Linked DNA regions of Sus scrofa: region 2 is linked to region 1. A link is a contact called in public promoter capture Hi-C data. All regions are on one chromosome and are shown on one strand. The core of a region is the stretch at or near the end of the contact, and the rest is flanking DNA. Distances in the headings are between cores, read along the strand shown.

Region 1 (3,329 bases), core at 558-3,057:
GGTAATTTTCCTAGCATGGGAAGCCTGTGGCAGGCTGTGCAGGGAGTTATCTGGGGGCATTTGAAGCTGGGCAGTCTGTTGAACGTTTTTCTGAAGCCAAGGGCCCTCCCTTCACTGCAGACTTGGTGCATGCTTCTAGGAAGGGTAGTTGATTTCCTGAAAGTATATTTACTGCTCCCTGGCCTCCTGGGAGTTGCCTGGGAGAATCATTAACTATTGTTAAATAAATAAATCCCTCTTGCTGTACAGAGTTGTACTGGTGCCAAGCAATTCCATTGCCAATGTCCGCAGCTGTTCCGGGGAACAGTTGCCTGTCTCTTTGAGGTGCTTCCCCGACTCCCTCCCCAATGTGAATTTTCTATACTCACAGTAGCCTCTTTTAAGTCAACAATTCCCGACAAATTAATGACATTACATCCTGCTCATGTTTTTATGGTGCAACAACAGGCTCAAAGTACAATACCCCCCCCCCAACACAGGCACACCCCACACAATTAATATGGGGTACTTGCTTGGGAAACTCTGGGCCTAGAATTCTGACTGGAAAATAAATCATAACTTTCAATTCATAGGACAAGGCAAAATCTTAATGTTTTTAAGAGGCACTATATTTGGGGGGGAGGGGAACAAGCATTGAGAAGTAAAATGTACAGATTCCTGCATCAGCAGTAAGTACGGATTGAATGAAAATTTCATCCATCATTGACAATATTCTCACTTTAAAAAGGATTTGCTTGGTGTCCAGCTGTCTTCTAAATATTTATATTTCTGGATCCTATCTTCCAGAAGTTCATAACTGTAACATTAACTGGAAAGCAGAGAAATCCACATCCAAGACTGTCTGGACTAAAGGGATGGTAGGGAAGACGGGGAAAGAATCTCACTGTTAAAGGCTGATTAAAGGCCAGTAGAGAAGCACTGAATCCTTTGGTTATTATTGATTCCTAGAGTGCTTGCCCTTTTTTTTTCCCCCTCTTCTGCTTATTGATCTGGCCTTCCTGACAGCGACAGAATATATGAAATAGGAAGTTAAGGGAGATGGAGGAAAAGGCAGGAACAATCCCAGTTCTTGTTTGTTATCGATGTCCTGGCAATTTAATTCCCAATTCTGTGCAAAAAGTAACCTTAGTGGATGGGCGATCGCTGACAACCAGGCCATTTTTCTCCAGTTTCAGGAACCGTGTGATTCTACAAGCAAGGCTAGCTCATCTGAAGACTCACAAGCGGATCAATACTCCGTTTATAGTCTGGGAGGGCCGTTCTCGACATTTGGCTGAGTCGGAAAACGAAGCCACAGAGCTGGAGGCCCAGAGCCTGCTTAATTACCGCCTTTGAGGTAGGAGAGGGCCTGGGAATGCCCAGACCTGAGAAGGTTGCCTTTCTTGAGCACTTCCTTGGACTTCAAACGACTTCATCTCTCTCTCTCTCTCTTTTTTTTTTTTCTTTTAAACTGGATGAGAGGACAAAGTTGTTAGAATTATTATTAAATTTTCCTTTAAAAATAACTACTTGGAACCACACCTCTCTGTAAGAACGACAGAAATGGTGTCTGTGGCTCCGACAGCTGTCGGCTCTGGCGTCCAACGAGCCCTTCCATCTGGGAGTCCCGGGCAGGGAAGGGCGCAGGGGCGTGAGAAAGGCTCTTTTGTATTCAGAGCAGTCGCCGGCAGAGCCGCAGCCTAGCACTGCCAGGTTTTCCTCGGCGCAAGGCGCCGCCGGGAAGCAAATTGGCTCGGGCCGAGGGGCTGGTGGGGGTGACCTGCGTCGCGGCGGGGGCGGGCCCCTGGGGGCGGGGCGAGTCGCGGCCTTTCTCGCCCGGCCTCTCTCAGGAGGGCCCCCGCGCCATAAGCCCCGCCCACGGCCCCGCCCCTCCCCGCCGATGTCTTCCTCTCCCTGCTCCTCCCCTCTCCTCGCCTTCTCCCTCTCCCCAGGTCTTCTCTCCCCACGATCCTCCTCCCCCTGCAGTCGTGGTCCGTCGCCTGCTCCTCTTCCGGGTCTACGACCCTCCTCCCACTGCATTCTCCCCCACCCCCGCCAAGACTGCCTCTCCCCCCAACCCCCAACAATTCCCACCAAGGGCCACCCGCCACCCGTGCCGAGGGCGCTGGAGGGAGGGCGCAGAGACCCTCTCGGGCGCGGGAAGGCCCCGCCGTGGTCCGGGACGCAAGGGGCCCCCAGCAGCTGCTGTCCCACCCAGGGAGGCAGGACCACGAGTGGTTGCGGAAGTAGCTGTCTTCCTCCGCATCCCTCGCCCTGCTCTCTGCCCCCAGTGCCATTTACTCCCATTTGGCAAACTGTCCTTCTCGATATGATTTGTATTAAATAGAAAAAGTAATTAAAAGTCGCACCACCACTCGTACCTCCCCCGCCCTCCCAAACCTCCTAGAGGTTATTTCTCTTCTTTAGCCCAGGTTAGACTAAATACATTCCCTGGAAGCCATCTGGTCTGATTCCCAGGATCCCCACGTATGGTTTCCATTAAACTCGCCAAACCATGCATTGAAAGTGCTGCCTTGGAACCACTCAGGAACCTCCAGGATTTTTGCCCTGGCCAGCCTCATGGATCTCGGGCAGAGGGAGGTAAAGGCCTCTGCTGAATATGTCAGTACCGAATGATCCTGGCCTCATGCTGTAATTATATGCTTTACTACTCCGAGAACATACAGTCCTCTGTGTTATTCATTCTTTCAGTATTTGCGTGTGTTTTTTTTTTTTCCTGTATGCAAAGCAGAGCTTGTTAGAATACTCTTAATTCTAAAACTCCATGTGAGCAGCTGTACAGAGGACTTTACAAAATAACCTGGCCACAGAATTATTTTGATCAGCAACATTTATGTGGATGGGTCTACATCTTCTCCCTTGCTGTCTCCCATTCCTACCCCCGACCCAAGACAAAAAACAAATATTCGCTGTGGAAAAAGAATCCCTTACATGTGGGTTGGGGTTTTCGGTCTAAGAAAAAAAGGGAACAGATAGGTTCATATATCATAATGTTAAAACTGGAAAGTTCCTTAGAATTCATCAACAGTAAGTCTGTCGTTTATTGAAGAGATTCAGAAAGTGTAGTTTAGGGAAGGTCACGTGGCTAATGAGTAAAGGACTAACTCAGAACGGCACCTAATTTGAGGAGAAGACTTGGCTAGATATCAAGTGCTTTATCACGCAGAGAAAAAAGACCCATCAAATTCAGTTCAATTGTAGCAATCCCCCCCACCCCCCGTCCCCCGATTTTGTACTTTACAGACTGCTTTCTGTCCTGCTCTGTCTCTGTCTTGCCTATTTGAGGAGTTACAGCCCTTTGTTCCTTTCCCTAACCTAGGCTTCACGCC
Region 2 (3,329 bases), core at 399-2,898, 63 kb before region 1:
TTTCTAGGAGTTCCTGTTGTGGCTCAGCAGTAAAGAACCTGACCAGTATCCATGAAGATGCAAGTTCGATCCCTGGCCTTGCTCAGTGGGTTAAGGATCCAGCATTGCTGTGAGCTGTGGTGTAGGTCACAGACTAGGCTCAAATCCCACATTGCTATGGTAATGGCATAGGCCAGCAGCTGCAGCTCAGATTCCACCCCTAGCCTGGGAACTTCCATATGCTGCAGGTGCAGCCTTAAAGGTTAAAAAGGGAAAACAAAAATTGTTTTTAAATTACAAACTTCATTTCCATAAGTAATAAAAATTGAACTTTCCTAAAATTTGACACCAAAAAACCCCACAGAAACATTGTACAGATGAGTAGCCCCAGGTTAAAAAAAGGAAGTAACATCTCCCAAATTCTATCTTTATTGCATTTACTGTGTTCAGGAGCTGTTATTCGAAACCAGGTCTGACTGCTCCATGCATTCATTCCACTAGACCCTCTTTTTATTTTCTACAAGTGATTTTTCTTGGGTCTACAACTACTCTGAGATAAAAGTAGTGGTCTTTTAGTCCAAACAATAAAGATGTTAAGGAAGACTAATTCACTTTTTATTGCTCTATATTCAATAAGTGTCAACTCGTATCAAATAAGGTCTAACCCCTCCCAAATGTATGCAATTACGCAAATCACATATGAAGACTGAGGTCTTGGCTCCAGATAGTAATTATAATATTAGCATAATATTATACTAGCATATATTTTTATTCTCCGTAATTTGATCCTTGCTATTGCCTAGTGATGCTGTCTTTATTACATTACAGCAAAGATTTGGGAGACATCGGTTTTTCCTAAAAGTCCTAGAACTCAATTAAATTCAGGTGATAATAATTATTACAGGATCTAACAGGGTTTCCAAAAAAATGAGTTACCATTCTGGTCGCAAATCTTAAGCATGTTGGTTTTCACCTTCTTCCCCCTTTGCGACTTTGCGATGGCTGTGAGCATGGGTCCTGGCTCCGGGTACAGGTTAGGAAATATTAATCAATACGAATGGGTAACTTTCAAGAGAAAAAACTGCTAGTCTTTCAACCGTGAAAGACTACGCCAAGCTTTAAAAACTTGAGTTACATTTAAGCTGAACGTTGAGCATTTACTCCAACAGGTTGGTAACTGCTTTGCGAAGTCTGAGTCCCCTTATTTCTCCAGCTTGTCAAACATACCATGCCTCGCCCTCCACCTCAGACCTAAGCTTACTGGAAGATGAGGGAGAGGCCGGCGTTCACGGACCGCCGCAGGCTGCAAGGGCCTGGCTGCGATCAGGCTCCACCTCCCGGGCTTCGCCAAGCATGAGAACGGACCCTACCCTCGAAAAAGCTACCCGTGAAGACCGTAAACTGTTCTGCCTCGCTCACTTTTCCGCTACGAGGCAGCCGGTCGACTTCCCCACCACCGCAGCCCCGGAAGTCTTCATGTTCAAGAGCCCGCGCCACACGCCCAAAGCCCTCGGCCACGTCCACCGGGACAGACGCCACGCCCCGTACCTCGGCGCTCCGCCCCCAGCCGCTCCCCGGGGTCCACGCGCCAGCAGTGAGCTCGGCGCCTGCGCACCGGCGAGGGCGGGGGCGGGGCGAACAGGTCCGGCGGAAGGGGCGGGGCGGGGCCGCACTTCCGCGGCCTCGAGAGGGTGAGTTACAGGGAAGTCTTAGTGCGGCGTCACGAGTCAAGGCCGGGTTCCCGCCACGGGCCGCCGGCCGGGGGGCCATCTCGGCGTCCGGGGCGCCCCCTGCAGGATTTGGGGCGGGGGAAGGAGGAGGAGACTATTGAGGTGGATGATGGGGGTTTGGGCAGGATGTGGACGAGCAGGCCGTCGGCAAACTGGGTTCAAAGGGAAGGTTGGTTTTGTTTTCTCCTTAAAAAGGAAATTCTCTAAACAGCGTTTGAGAGTATTTTATCACTTGGGGCAGGTTTGTGTGTTTTCCCTTGTGTCACATTAAGGCAGTTTTGGTAAGGTGGCTGGTACTTTGCCGCTGCCAAGCTTGGCGAATGGTGAACCAGAGGCTGGGTCGGAAAAAGGCAGCGATAGTCATGTGTAGCCACTACCAAAGAGTGAAATTAAAACTCTTTTTTTTTTTTTTTTTTAATGGAATCAAATCCGGGATATAAAAGTAGAGTTCAAACTCCAAGTCACAAACAGCATCTATGTTCTGTCAAATACTGTGCCAGGCGTGGGCTTGGTCTCTTCTAGCAAACGTACTGGATTCAAATAATTTGCCTTTCTCATTAAAACATGAAAGACAACCTCAGCCAAAATAGCATGTAAAATTTCTTATTACCTTGAGAGTTGTGTCCTAATACATATTCTTTGGAAAATAAACACTACTATAGCTTTTCCAAGTTTGTAGAAAGTCAAAGGTTTCTTGAAAACCTGTGCAGATTCCCAATTGTTTTGAAGTGTACAGTGTCCAGAATATTCTTTCATGTAGTAACGTTTTGTATTCAAGGTAATAAGAAAAAAGGTCAGGACGGTTCAGTTGTTTTAAACACTGTAGTCTGTGAGGAAGGACAAAAAAAACTTGAAAAGTTACATGTAACTAAGAAATGTAAGTTAGAGTTTGAGGTATTTTAAGACGCCTAAAAGCCTACATTTGGTGTGGAAGGTGCTGGTAAGTGGTTGAGACTTTGCCCCTCAGCTGATTGTTGTGGTGTAGGAATGTGGCGCTCTCATACACAGATCACATTTTGTCCAGCACAGCCCCCAAATCTGTGTTTTTTGTGACTTGACTTTTTTTTTTTTTTTTTTTTTTTTTTGTCTTCTTGCCTTTTCTAGGGCCACTCCTGTAGCATATGGAAGTTCCCAGGCTAGGGGTCTAATCGGAGCTGTAGCCGCCAGCCTACACCAGAGCCACAGCAACGCGGGACCCGAGCTGCGTCTGCGACCTACACCACAGCTCAAGGCAACGCCGGATCCCTAACCCACTGAGCAAGGGCAGGGATAGAACCCGCAACCCTCATGGTTCCTAGTTGGATTCGTCAACCACTGCGCCATGACGGGAACTCCCTTTTCTTGATTTTTAATGTTACTGGCAACCAATTTAGTTTTGCACTCGCACACCCTCTGTGGGCCAGGAACAACCAGATTATGACCTCTGCAGATTATCACCTGAGTACTCAAAAATAATTTGGATTAAAAAGAGGAAAACCTAGAAACCATGATAGTCAGGAAGGGATTTAAGAAAACAGTGGGTTGAACCTGGGTTGAATAGGAGAGGGGTCATGGTGAGGAAGGATGTAGCAGGCGAGTAAAATTTCAATTGGGAAAGTAAGCAGCAGGTTTGGAAGATGG

What was found. Promoter capture Hi-C pulls out the DNA fragments that hold promoters and counts their contacts.
Region 2: a contact with region 1 is called in a promoter capture Hi-C map of fetal skeletal muscle, with 3 times the contacts expected there. The contact joins the promoter of LOC100523624 here to the enhancer-like site in region 1. A contact is called at or near these places in 2 of 5 promoter capture datasets (fetal skeletal muscle and liver), 3 of 47 Hi-C or Micro-C datasets (embryonic fibroblasts, heart right ventricle and skeletal muscle) and 2 of 2 datasets of contacts at active chromatin or transcription factors (alveolar macrophages and skeletal muscle).

Annotation. Positions count from the first base shown.
Region 1 is chr8:82,800,294-82,803,622 of Sscrofa11.1, reverse strand. LOC100523624 reads left to right here. Exons shown (of 13, transcript XR_002346751.1): 12 at 1,170-1,336. Among named protein-coding and RNA genes, the nearest start is that of SMAD1, 190 kb to the left of the region's middle. Within about 2 kb of position 1,807, at least 71 of the 83 cell types and tissues checked have an H3K27ac peak or open chromatin away from gene starts, as enhancers often do. A contact at or near this core is called in alveolar macrophages, embryonic fibroblasts, fetal skeletal muscle and 2 more, where this site is marked.
Region 2 is chr8:82,863,148-82,866,476 of Sscrofa11.1, reverse strand. LOC100523624 reads left to right here and starts at 1,648. Exons shown (of 13, transcript XR_002346751.1): 1 at 1,648-1,670. It overlaps LOC102165892 (a long non-coding RNA gene), which reads right to left and starts at 1,510. Exons shown (of 8, transcript XR_002346753.1): 1 at 916-1,510.